Regions from separate parts of the Mus musculus genome. Here region 2 is linked to region 1. The links are chromatin contacts, called in public ChIA-PET maps. All regions are on one chromosome and are shown on one strand. Each heading gives the region's core, a stretch centred on a gene start, on an enhancer-like site or on the middle of the called end of the contact. The rest is flanking DNA. Distances are from core to core; before and after follow the strand shown.

What was found. ChIA-PET counts read pairs in DNA pulled down with a chosen protein or histone mark.
Region 2: an RNA polymerase II ChIA-PET map of memory CD8 T cells shows a contact between it and region 1, with 25 read pairs. The contact joins the promoter of Errfi1 here to the promoter of Rere in region 1. A contact is called at or near these places in 12 of 39 promoter capture datasets (the 3T3-L1 cell line, 3T3-L1-derived adipocytes, the HPC-7 cell line and 7 more), 1 of 484 Hi-C or Micro-C datasets (granulocyte-monocyte progenitors), 4 of 115 datasets of contacts at active chromatin or transcription factors (astrocytes, embryonic forebrain, embryonic hindbrain and 1 more) and 2 of 9 other capture datasets (adipose tissue and macrophages).

Annotation. Positions count from the first base shown.
Region 1 is chr4:150,278,084-150,284,946 of GRCm38.p6, forward strand. Rere (arginine glutamic acid dipeptide (RE) repeats) reads left to right here and starts at 3,833. Exons shown (of 23, transcript NM_001085492.1): 1 at 3,833-3,992.
Region 2 is chr4:150,851,921-150,858,783 of GRCm38.p6, forward strand. It overlaps Errfi1 (ERBB receptor feedback inhibitor 1), which reads left to right and starts at 3,150. Exons shown (of 4, transcript NM_133753.2): 1 at 3,150-3,351. 1700045H11Rik (RIKEN cDNA 1700045H11 gene) reads right to left here and starts at 3,029. Exons shown (of 4, transcript NR_040649.1): 1 at 2,906-3,029; 2 at 651-739.

The DNA.
Region 1 (6,863 bases), core at 2,583-5,082:
AGGTTCTAGGCAGGGAGTCTGTGCCATTTGGCTCTGTAGCTGGACCACAGTTCATGCATGGACCTGTTAAATAGACCTAGTTTGCTAATTTTATGTCCCTGTAGCATATTGTGCTTTATAATTATGTGGAATTTGGATACATCTACCTACATGCACATCTGTATTAATAAAAAAGGCCCAATTCCCTGCTCTTAGGAGGTGGAGGCGGGAGGATCATAACTTCAAGGTCTGTCTTCTGTGGGGTGGCTCAGGGAGTAAAATTCACTTGCTGTGCCAGACTGAGTTCAGATGGCGGCCTTAGGTAATTTTTTATTGTTGTGATAGCACATCTTATAGAAGAAAGAGTTTATTAGGCTGTGGCTTCAGAGGTTTAGAGTCCATCATGGTGGAGCAAAGGCAATCGGATAGGAACAGCTGAGAGGGTACACCTTGATCCACAGGTAGGAAGCAGAGATCGAGCACACTGGGAACTGAGAGAGACTTTTGAAACCTCAAAGCTCACCCTCAGTGACACACCTCCTCCAAGAAGACCACACCTCCTATCCTTCCCAAACTTTCAAACTGGGGACCAAGTATTCAAATATATGTGTCTCTGAGGGCCATTCTCATTCAAACCACCACATCCCTACAACCCAGGCAATAGCTGAGTTTGTCCTCTGATTTCCACATTTGTAGTATGTCATGCATGTACACATAAACACATGCATGCATATAAAAGGAGTAAATACTTATTTACTTATTGGATTTTTATTGAGACAGAGTCTCTCTTTAGGTGGCCCTGGCTATTCTGGAACTTATTATGTAGACCAGGGAGGGGCTTGATTTACAGAGATCCACCTGCCTGAGTGCAGCTTAGTTACTGAAAAATTCCTGGAAAATTTAGTCAGGTATAATAAAATTGGGCTGGAGAGATGGCGCGGTAGTTAAGAGCACTGACTGCTCTTCCAGAAGTCCTGAGTTCAATTCCCAGCAACCGCATGGTGGCTCACAACCATCTGTAATGGGATCTTGTGCACTCTTCTGATGTGTGTGTAAAGACAGCTCTGGTGTACTCATATAAGTAAAAAATAAATAATATTAAAAAATCATTAGCTATCTTCCTCATTTCTTTTTTAGCCATCATTAATTTAATTCATATTTTATTTATATATATGTTTGTGTTTCTTTTTTTTTTTTTTTTTTTTTTTTTTTTTAAAGATTTATTTATTTATTTATTGTAAGTACACTGTAGCTGTCCTCAGACACTCCAGAAGAGGGAGTCAGATCTCGTTACGGATGGTTGTGAGCCACCATGTGGTTGCTGGGATTTGAACTCCTGACCTTCGGAAGAACAGTCGGGTGCTCTTACCCACTGAGCCATCTCACCAGCCCCATGTTTGTGTTTCTTAATTTGTGTATGCACATATGTGTGCAGGTAATGCAGAGGCCAGAAGAGTGTGTCAGAGACCCAGCGGCTGACGTTGCTGCACTTGTGAGCTGCCCTGCATGGATGCTGGGAATTGCACTTCAGACCTCTGGGAGAGCAAGCAGCAAACATTATTAGACATCGAGCCAGCTCTTTATTCCCAAGTTCTCATTTTATTTGAAAGGGAAGAGTTTTTTCTTGTTGAAAGGTAGTAAGTGGTAAGGCTTAGTTGTGGGCCTTGGAGACTCAGCAGGTAAAAAGGCTCTTACTGCCAAGCTTAACTGCCTGAACTGCAAACCTGGAGTCCGTGGAGAGTGGACTAGAGAGACCCAAGACCCCCAAAAGCCTTCCTGGGATCACTGTAGCATGCATATACCCCTTATGAAGAAAAAAAATGTTAAATTAAAAAAAGACCCCATTTCCTTTCAGATCTCTTGGGCCGTACAGTTCAATGACATCTGCTAGTTGAAATTATTTTTAAAAGGAACTTTTGGATGTGGGAATTATAATCTGAATAGACACTCCAAAGAGAAAATTATCCCTCTATTTGAAATAGATGGGTGAATTATTTTAAGCCAAGCTCTATCCTTTAATTATTCTATTATATACAGACCTTAACTCCTCTGAGAAGAGTGTATGGTTTAAGGACACCAATAAGCATTTACAGAATATTAACAAACTAACAATAGGCTGATGATTCGCCCTGGACTCATGCCAGAGTCTGTGAAAGAACTCAATAAACATGATATGCATTTCAAAAACTGGTAATTATAATTAAAATTCCAAACCCCACGATCCTATAAATTATATTAAGTAGAATGGGAGCATTGGCTTGCCCTGGCTCAGGCTTATAGTATGTGGTACACATGGTGATAATGTCTTTGAGCATAGTGGGAATATAGTAATATTTTTTAAAGGTGATACTTGGATTTTCCTTTCCTTTTTTGTTGGCATTTTTAAGACAGAGTTTCCAAATGTAGCTCTGACTGGCCTGCAACTCACACTGTAGACCAGGTGGGCCTTAACCTTTAATTAAGATCTTCTTGCCTCTGGCTCTCTAGTGTTAAGATAACAGGTAAGAGCCACCAGGCCTTGGTGAAACTAGTCTACGCCTCCCCTCCCCCAACAGGGCACAGCTACTGCTCTCTTTAAAAGACTCTCCGTCGTAATGGTCTGTTCTTTATTACTATTTTTTTTTAAAGTCATATGTGTGTGTGTGTGTGTGTAGGTTTGTGCACATGGAGGCTAGAGGAGTGTTGGATTTCTCAGAGCTGTAGTTACAGGCAGCTTTAGCAGCCTGATGTGGGTGCTGGTAACCGAAGTGGGGTCTTCTGCAAAGAGCAGTTGAGCCCTGTTCTTTATTACTTAATGAGGCCTTTTATTATTCTCATCAATAAGCAGCACAATTCACCAATTCACATTTTCTTTTCTTTTTTTTTTTTCACTTCAGTTTCGGTCAAACATTATTTTTAAAACATTATGAACTACCCATCAGAACAAATAACTTCGAATCCACTCTGTAGCTCCCCTTGAACCTCAAGGAATAGGAATCTGTCTCTTAAATGAAATAAGCAATTATGGCTCTGGTAATAATAAGAGCAAGGGGACAGTCGCCAAGCCCACCCCTAAGACCGACCCGCTTGAGGTAGACCATCCCGAGGGTCAGTACAGGGCTGGCCGCTGGGAGCTCTGCCTGTGGCCGAGCAGGGCGGACCAAGCACAAAGCCGCGCCTGGGGCGGGGAGCCCATCTCCCAGGTTCCGGCCGCCGCCCGGAGCGTGCACTAAGGGCTCGGCCGCGCCGCCACCAAAGCCTGGCCTCTCCCCTTGCCTTGCCTTCTGCTCATTTTATTAAAAAGGAAGAAAAAAAAAAAAAAAGAGAGAGAGAAGAAAAAAAAGGAGGAAAAAAAGAAAAAAAAAAAAAAAAAAGAAAATGGAAGAGCGAGCTGGAGCAAACATCCCGCCCCCAGGCCCGCCTTCCGCCTCCTATTGGCCCGTCCTCTACTGACGTCACGAAGAGACAGACCAATGGTGATGGTCGATACTGCGAGGTGGGCCGGGCCCGAGCGCGGAGTGGGCGGCGGGTCGGCGCAGCAGCCCCGCGGCTCCGCCACCATCGCGGAGGTGCCGCTGCTCCCACAGACGCTCGCGAGCCGCCCCCCGCGCTCCGCAGCCTCTCGCCCCGCCGGGCCTCGGTCCCCGCCTCCTTCCCCGCGCCTCGTCCCCTCACGCGCTCCCCACCTTGTTTCCGCCTCATTTTCTCTCCTAGTTGAGGGGTAGGAAAAAAAAAAAAAAACCCTACCATCCTCCGGTGGGAGCCACTCGCCCTCTGGGAAAAAAAAATCCACAAAACCAGACATGGTCCTGGGCTCCCACTGCTGAAGGCTTGGCCCACCCGAGGAGGTCGAAGTCCCGGCAGGGAAGCCCCGCAGCCCCCCGGTGTCGCATCCCCGCGGGCCGGCCCCTTCGGCCCCGCGCCCACCGCCCTCGGTCCGCCGCCGGCCCCCGCGGCCTCCCTCCCGGTCCCTGCACTTTCCCCGGAGCCCGGCCGCCACCCCTCTCATTGATGGTGTAGCGCCCGAGGGGAAGGTAAGTGTCCAAGTTGTCAGCGCCGCGCCGCGGGCGCCCCTCCTCGGCCCCTCTTTCTGGGGTCGGAGTGCTCTGGGTGGGCGGTGGGGCTCGGCCGGGAAAGCCGAGGCGGAATGCGAAGGGTGAGAGTGGAGGCGAGCCCTCGGGGAACCATGGGCCGGACGCTGCCTTTGGTCCTGTGCGAGCCAGGTGACTGTACTACGTGCTTCTTGACCCCTGCTCTCTCTTGGCTTCTTAGGCACGCTCTGGAACTAGTCTGAGGTTAAACTGTTACACGCCACTAGCTGAGCAGCTCAACTGTGAGAGGGAAGGACCCGAAGCTGTGCATTTCTTGGATATTTGTGAATGTGGGGGTCTGGGAACGGACTCATTAAAGTCTCATTTCACATTAGGAGGAAGACTCCTCCTTTGTGTCTCTCTTCTCAGGCTCTGTGATTCCAAAATTAGGGAACCAAATACCACTTGGAGCGGCGTAGAATTCTGTCATGATTTTAAGTTCTGCTGTCTGAAGGAGGGTGCCTTCTTTCTTTCTTTATATTTTTTTAGGGTTATGGGAAGAAGGTAGTTTTACATCGAATGGGGTGTGTGTTGTGTTGAGGGAGTATTGCAGGTTTCCTTTGAAACTGTTCGCTTGAGAAGTTGTTGAAATGAAAATAAAATGATTCATTGTTGAATAGTCATTATCCTCTGTCTCTTTTCCAAGGTTTGCTTACTTTTTTTTTTTTTTTTGATTACAGACTTCAAACATTGATTTCAGCAGAATGTGCCCTTGAGAAACTGGGTGCTTTAAATGTTTCAGTATGTGCTGCTATTTTAAGGTGGCTCTGAAAAAGTAGTTTTGTATGAATCTTGAAATAGCCTTCTGCAAAGCAATTCTTAAGACTAAACAAAACAAAACAGATTAACTAGTGAGTGTGAGCTTGGTGGATTACAAAACAGACATTTAGTGCAGCTCAAATGAATAATACATCCTAGGTTAGATTTCAAATAGCTTTTATAATTGCTTTCCATTTAAAGAGAGACCTTTTTGTCTGGTGTACACTGGTTTCTTTAGTCTCAGTCTGATGGGGGAGGGGAGGGAGAGGATTATCTATACAATAATAAAATCATCTTTGGCGAGATATTTCCTTCCATGGATTTGCTTGCTGAGTTAATTCCACTCTAAATTGCAAACCGTTTTTGATTTTGATGGCCTAGTCTGGGTGAAAGCCTGCCTTCCAGTTTTCTCTGTTGTTGAGGTCGAAGGGAAGAGGCAGAGGCAGAAGCAGACACACACAGAGACACAGACACACCACACACACACACACACACACACACACACAACCAGGCAGAGGGCTCATTGTTCTTCCATACAGATATCCATTCTCTCTCTCCCATATTTGGGGCTAGGTTTGCACAGACAAACACGGCTCTTTTGGGGAGGGATGAGAGGAGATGGGGGATGGGAAGGTGCTTTTCTTGTTCAGTTTTCTTTCACCCATTTCACATCTGCCTTTTTTTTTTTTTTTGCAACCTTGCAAGGCAGATGAGTACATGGGACACTAAAGGACACTGTGGAACGCTTTCAGAAGACTCCTGTTTCCCTCCCTGCCTTTGCAGCCCTGCTTTCTGCTGCTTGCTCTTTTCCATCTGTGTAAAGATCAACTCTGTCATGGTGGTCTTGCACTCTCTGCTTTCCATTCCTTGAGACCCCTGGCTCTGTTAGGGGCAGATTTGTTCACTTGATTTTTATTTTGCTGAGTGTGACTGGGGCCTTTATAAGTAGAAATAGGTTGTCTCAGTTAAAATGATAAAGACTATTTGAGGTTAATATGTTGCAGTATTTTGTGTGAGTGTGTGTGAGTGTGTGTGTGTGTGTGTGTGTGTGTAAGAGAGAGAGAGGGAGAGAGAAATTGATTTGATTGATGGTCCTTGATCCTTGACTTATCAATATAGTTTTTCCCCTCAATAGTGTTTTAAGAAAAGATCTGGTTTTCTGGTTGGGGACTGAGGTAGAGGCCCCCTGGAATGCTGGACCGGACTGAGAGTCCACCTGGCTAAATCCTGCTCTGGGCCAAGGATGGAGGTTAATGTGAATACATGTGGCTTGCAGAATAGCACCTTCTACTGGTTAATTGCTTTGACGATCCAGTGAAGAGGATGGGGGAGGGGATTAACGGCTGAGGCTTAATGATTTTCTTTTAAACACAGCCGCTGTGCCTTTCTGCAAATGCCACTTCCCCAGGCTGCTAATACAGATGCCCTTTGACAGGCACACTTGCGTCGCAGCCTTATTATGTTATTGGCTGTGTCTTGACATTAATTTGTTCTGTTATCAGGGGTATTTTCACATTGTGTCTTCCAAGGACTCCTTTGAATTGATGCTCTTTCTTTCTGTGAGAAGTGTAGTTTGTCTTAAACTAGAAAACAAAATAGGGGCTTATTTGCATTCCAGGTGTAGGAAACTATATACACCAGCAGCTCTTTAAGAATTTTTTTAGTATCATTAAAAAAATAAACTTACAGAAAGTAAAATCCTAGCATTAGAGATTTCCTCTGGGATTTAGACACCCACTCTGCCAAAGAGGCTGAGGAGAAGTTGGGTTGAAAGTCTCACTAAAATCAGTAGTTTTGTTAGGTAGTGGTGCTGTGTTCCAATACTGTTTTCAAAAATCATATCAATATTAATAAACAGGAACCTGAGAGAATGGCTTATGGCTTCATTTTTTTTTTTTTTTTTTTTTTTTTTTTTTTTTAAAGATTTATTTATTTATTATATGTAAGTACACTGTAGCTGTCTTCAGACACACCAGAAGAGGGAGTCAGATCTTGTTACGGATGGTTGTGAGCCACCATGTGGTTGCTGGGATTTGAACTCTGGACCTTCGGAAG
Region 2 (6,863 bases), core at 1,900-4,399, 570 kb after region 1:
GGGCTACAAAGAGGGACCCTGTCTTGAAAAAAGGGGAAGAAAGAAAGACAGACAGACAGAAAGAAAGAAAGAGGAAATGAACAAAAAGAAAAGAAAAGAAAAGAAAAGAGAAGAAAAGAAAAGAAAAGAAAAGAAAAGAAAAGAAAAGAAAAGAAAAGAAAAGGAAAGGAAAGGAAAGGGGAAAAGCTTTCAATTTCTAGACAGAGACAATTTAGAACAAGATAGGCTGGAGGCAAGGAGAGCGTTTCTCTAACTCTCCGTCCTGGCGTTTGAACTATTAAAGGTCAATGAACAGTACGCGATCAATCCTCCAGGACCCTGTCACATGACTGGCTGAGCATTTTCACTTTGAACTCTTCTCAAACTCTTCCACAGCGTTTCTGGTATAACAGCGTCATTATACAACACCGCTAAGTAGCCTGTAGAGTATACATTTTCCTCCACAGCTGAGAAAGCTTCAGTGTATGAATAATTATGAGCTAAAGTCAGTGAGGTAGAAGCTCTAATTGCCTCCCCTCAGAAAAACTAGGAAACTAAATGTTTTCTGTTGTAAGTTTAAAGTTGGTCCAAGGAAAAACCCAGATTAATCGTGAATTACTCAAGTGATTCTCTGACTTTTTTTTTTTTGTTTTGTTTTGATGATGATTTACCAAAACATGAGCACATCCTCCAGCTCCCAAGTGCAGAAGGAGGATCTTGTTGGTCTTCTTTCTCTACAGAGGGGTGTATCCCGCGGTTGCTGTGGAGATTATCACTGTTTTGTGAATAGGGGAATATAAAAGCATGCTAATAAGGCTAGAGCACACATTACAACTGCATTGTGGCAACTGGAAATCAGAGTAACTAGGGCTCTTCTCCGATGAAACTGGACCTCACTGAATTCCCATATAGTAAATGCTCTACTGTGAGGGCTTGTTCTGAGGGAGATCTTACACACACACACACACACACACACACATACAAACAAGCATATACACATATACATACATGCACATACACACACATATATGCACATACAAATAGGCACATACACATTACATACATGGAGGGAAGGACACACATGCACATACATACATGCACACACACACACACACGGAGGGAGGACACATAGACACACACACGGAGGGGAGGACACACACACACACACAAGGAGGGACAGGGAGGCTATTTACATAGCATACAGATAAAACAGGAATAGCAAAGGTGGGGGGCAAGAGGATTTTCTGTGACTTTCAACAAAACCGAGTCAAGCTGGCCGTGTTGACTTCATGCCTGTAAATCTCAATACACTGGAGCCCAAAGGATGACCAAGCTTGAGGTTAACCTGAGCTGTGTAGAGTGAGTTGTAGGCCCGCTTGGGCTACAGAGTAAAACTGTCTTAAAACCCACCAAAACTTAAACAAGTAAATAATAAATGTTAATAAATAGTAAATAATAAATAGACAATGTGGCAATGACCAATTTCCATAAGATTAAAATACTACTAAGAGAATGGCCATAAGAAAAGATGGGAGAATTGAATTGCTAGGAGCGTGGGTGTGGAAGCAACCCAGCAGCCCCTACAGGCCAGTAGGGACCATCAGAAAGAGGGGAGGAACCTTCTAACATCCTGGTAGCCTGCCGCTGAGAGTGGGCAAAGCAAGACTTTAGAGTTTTCTTTTCTTTTTAAAAATCCAGTGCATCAGGCCTTGAGTTTAAAGTTAAGGCCTTTGAGTTCAATTAAAAAAAAAAATCAAGTCAATACTGGAAGAAGCAACTTGGTTCGTGGGGCACAAAGTTAATAGTTAACCAGATAATGAGGCCAGCACCTCATTCCATATGTTAAACTGGCTCAATTAGGTGGTGCTAAGCCTATAACTATCAGGCATTCTTGCTGCAGTGCAGGAAGGGCTCTGTGTGCGGACCACAGAGGTCAGCCATAGGTCTGCGCTCTCTACTCTGTGGAGTGCCATTAAGAGGAATTTGTACTAGTCCAAACTGGAGGGCTTCTGTCTGTTTGCCTTTTTTCTTGAACTACTCTGGTTTATCATTGTATTATTTATTTTACGGTTAAACTATAAACCTAAGTTGCATCACCGGATTTCTGCCCCACGAACCCTCCTCCCTGTAGACTTGATGGCGTTTTGTCCTTGGGCATCAGCGGCCACCCTGGGGCCAAAAGACATGGAGAACAGCACTTTGACAGGTAAGCCAAGAGGGCTGGGGGCAGGTTTGGGGGAGGTGCCCGGGATCAGCCTAGCCTTGCTGGAGGCCAAGCCAAGTACAGAGGAGCCTGGAGTGAGGCCTCCCTGATCCTGCCCACACAGCATGGCCCACTGCCCAGTCCCCTTTGTCCTTCACCTTTCTGCGCTGCCCCTCACCTTTCCATTCTGTCCCTTCCTTTCCCACACCGTCCCTTAACTACCTAGATCAATTAGTGAGGTTCTCTATAAGTCCCGCAGTGCCTCACACTGCTCCTCACTGCCCCTCCATCCCTTATTGTCCTTAGCCAGACACTCCCTGCCCCTTCCTGTCTTCAGACGCATTTTGTCCCTTACTGCCCCTCAGTCCGCTGCCCTCTTTCCCAGAGACCACTTTCTTCATGGTCATCCATCCCTGGTTGTAGCGCCCTTCATCTCTCTCGCATCATCACAGCAGTCCCTCGTTGTTCCTCACCGTCCCCCTCCGTTCTTCATCACTCTCCTCGCCATCCCTCGACCATCCCTCGATATACATACATACATACATACATACATACATACATACATACATACATACATACATACACACACACACACATATATACACCTCGGGGTGCCCCTCTCCTCTCCAATCCCCATTTTCTCCCGCTCCCTGAGTTTCTTGGATCCAAGTGCATCTCAGCGTCACTTCCCTCCCCGGGGATGGAAACAGGGCCGCTCACAACCTTCTAAGGAAAACTCGGTGTCCTTAGGCTAGGCAGCTCGCACAGAGGCGGCCCAAATAGAAACGTCCCCTCAGGAGACGAGGCTGCTAGCGCCGCCCGGCGGGCCCCACGCAAACTCTTCGGTAGCGGCATCGCCCCTTTAAGCGTCCGCCCGCCCGGATTGGCTGCGTGAAGGAGGCGGGGCTGCGGGCGTTGACGTCACGTTGTCGCTCACCGTATAAATACGGGCGTCGGCTGCGCCGGCGTCGGCGGCCGAGTGCGAGGCGCGGAGCGTGAGCTGTGCGAGCGAGCGAGCGCGAGCATAGCCTGCGAGCGAGCAGAGAGAAAGAGCGAGGGCAAGAGAGCGGCGAGGCGCCTGCGCGATGCTCGGGCCCCTAAGCCCGCGGCGCTGAGCCAGCCGGGACGGACATGCGCGGGAGGGCGCCGCGGGGTCCCGCTCCCTTGGGGTAAGGGGCCTGGCGGGCGTCGGGAGACGTGGGGCCGGGGCGCGGAGGGCGGGCGGACGGGCGGTGGGCTGGAGCCGGAGCCTCCGGCACTCCGCTTCCCGGGATGGGCCGGGGTGCGTGAGGAGCGGCGGGCCGCGGGCGCCCTCGGCTTCTCGCCGGGGCCATGCACCGGCGCGCACACGACACGTCTCCACAGCCTGGGGCTCCGGAGCGGCGGCTCCACGGTCTTCCCGGTGCAGCTGCGGCCCAGGGATGCGGTGGAACTGCTGCGGCCCCCTCCATCTTCCCTCTCACCCCGCGCACCCGTCGGTCCGGCCCGGAAAGCTTCTGCGAGAAGCTGTCGCGGGTGGGCTCGGAGATTGCTAGTCCCTGGTTGGTACCAGTCTTGAGTCTCGGTGAGACTCGGCGACGAAGGTCATTCCCCTTTAAAAAAAAATATTTGTTTTAATTCATCCGAGTTGTTCCGTGGCCTTTTCCTCTCCAGAAACATGATTCTTTGCCTTAAATGACTTATATATTAAAGGAGTGAAAATGCAGACAGAACTGTTCAAACGCCAAGGCTCCTTGGCAGTATCCTGTTTTTATACGTATATCCTATCTTTGTTCAAATTAATCGTGATTGGTGGTGCTGGATGGGTGCTTCCTCAGTCTTTATTAGGATTTCATCATTGCTTGAAAGAAACCAGTCTCCTACCTGATAAAAATGTGAATAGATTGTTAGTCATAAACTTAAGTGTAGTAAGAATAGAGACTGTAGCTTTAAAAGAGATGTGACGGGAGGTACACCTGTAGCACAGGTAGGGCAGGACTGGTTTCCAGGCAACTGTCAGGGGTGAAGAAAGGTGAGGTATAAATTGCCTTTTTTTTTTTTTTCATCCTGGAAAAAAAAAGAAAAAAGAAAAGTTCTACAGTTTTACACTTCCTTAAGTCTATACAGGTATAGTGAATATGCATCTATTAAGACTGGGACATTTTTGAGTTCACTGTGGTGGCTCTTGCCTTTAAATTTTTTTTTTTCTTGAAACATGGAGATTTTAAGAGAGATTTTACCAAAATAGAGACCAAAGATAATCTAAATACCTTTATCAGTAAAAGAGCAAATTTTGTAAGGAATAAGCTGGTTTCGTACTAACCTGTCAACTCTGGCGGATATTATCAGGTTTGAGAGGAAATACATGAAGATGTTTAAAAAGGCTGGGCACTCTGTCATGGCCTTCACTCCCTCTCCTGTGCACTGGTGGACATTTGCTGATCAGTGGTAAAAATCTCAAACTGTAAATCTGTATCTTGGCAAATAAATCAGATGGTAAACTCCTTAAGGGCTGGAAAATGCCCTGAACAGCTCTTATTTTACACAGCCTTGAATATAGTTCATGTTGATTAAATACATGCAGGAAAGCATGGTTTACATTTTAAGGCTTAACAGGATTGGTCCAAGAACTGATAAGGTTTGGAAAGAAAATCTGTTGTTCCTTGTTAATAGCTGCTATGAAATGTCTGGATTTCTCATATTTTTGAGAGGTAGAATTATTGTTTTTTAATGAGTTGGATTTCCTACTTTGGGTTCATAGTAGATACTGGTGAGCCTTTTGTATGACTTAATTATGTCGTAGTCTCTAGGTGTTTTATGTTTTATGAAACTGAGTCTTTATTGCCACTTCTCCAAAGCTGTACTAGATGAATACTGCCTTTCAGCTCATACTAATAGTAGCTTTTAAAAGCAAGTTCCCTAAATTACAGGTGCACCACACCAGCTTGCAACTGACCTGATTGTCAGCATACCTACATCAGGTTGCTTTGGAAAGGCAAGCAGAGGAGGGAAAGGTGGTGCCCAGGGTAATTCTAGGAATTTGAATGTCCCTGGCTCCCTCTACCAGAGAAGCAGCTCTGCTCCTAATCTCCATAAATATGAACTGGTGCCTCACCATCCAGATGCACGTAGATAGCATCCTTTGCAGACATTTGGCCAGGACATGGGAAAGCTAATGAACAGTAACTAGATAAAAACCATCCACCTGTGGTATTCTGGCATCATTCCCACAGTTTAAACTTGATGTGGATAAAACTGGTGAACTTCAGGGTCTAAACTATAAATTACTAGCTTAACAGGATGGGTGTTAAGAAAAAAAAGTGTGGGATTCAAACTTCAAAAGACAAGATTAGGAGTCTTCATTGATATTTTAGTCAATTCCTTTGTACTGTAAAATTGGAGTGGGACTATTGCAAAGTGACTGATTTCCCAGGCCTTGCTGAATATATCTTTAAAATGTGGAATTCGAGCCCTTTTCAGTTTGGAAATAGGATGGTTAGCTTCCTGCTCAAAAGCTCTTACAACCCATAGCTAAGAAGAAACTTCACAAGTTACAGATTCTTAATTCACATGTTCTTTTCTGGCCTCGTCTCATGGCTGGCTATGTTATTTAAGAAATCAGTTCTTAGCACTGTGGCACACACCTTTAATCCTAGCAGTAGCACTAGGCAGAGGCAGGCAGATCTCTAAGTTCTAAGGCCAACCTGGTCTACAGAGTGATGTCTGGACAGCTGGAGCTACAAAGAGAAAGCTTGTCTGGAAAACCAAAACAAAAAACTAAATAAAAAAAGGAAATCAGTTGTGAATGTCGCCTATCTGTGGAGGCCTCCCCTGACCACCTGTGTAAATAAGCTCTCTGCCTCCTTATCCTGCCATTGTGCCCTGCTCATTTCCTTGAGAGATAACCCCATGTGAAATTATCCTCATCCTCGTTAGATGGCCTCATCAGCCAACAACCATTTTTCTTCATCTGATGAATCTAGTCCAGAAGAAGCATTCCTATGTATTTGTGAAAATAAATGTTTGCTTTCTTAGAGTTTGACCTGAAGAAAGCTGAGTTCCAGTTCCTGTCATTGCAGGTAGCTAGCACATAGGTCTTATGTAGCCCTCCTTTTTATAGAAACATGATTTTAGGTCAGCAAGAATATTAGGAGAACCAAGGCTATTGCCTAAAATGACGATAGAAAGGAGGAGTGGGTGAAGAGAGCGCTGGCTGGCTGACAGCGCAGAACAGCCCAGGTAGGATGCTTCAGTCAGCAGGGTGTCTCAACTCACTTCATTTCTTTAAAGCAAAAATGGAGATTATAATTCCTGCCTCTTACAGGGATGTGTAGATAGTATATAAGAGAGAGCTTTGTAATTTGTAGAGTGCTTTACAGATAAAAGAATCCTATTACTGAATTTCAGGATTTTTTTAAAAATTATTTATTTTTATTTATATGAATACACTGTAGCTATCTTCAGACACACCAGAAAAGGGCATCAGATTCCATTACAGATGGTTGTGAGCCACCACGTGGTTGCTGGGAATTGAACTCAGGACCTCTGGAAGATCAGTCAGTGCTCTTAACTGCTGAGCCATCTCTTCAGCCTGAATTTTAGGTTTTGTGATAGAGCAAAGTTATAATGGTTTCATTGGGATCCATGCAATGAGAGAGTTTAAAGGAAGCTTCTTGGATATATGTGGTAAACCTGTGCGAGG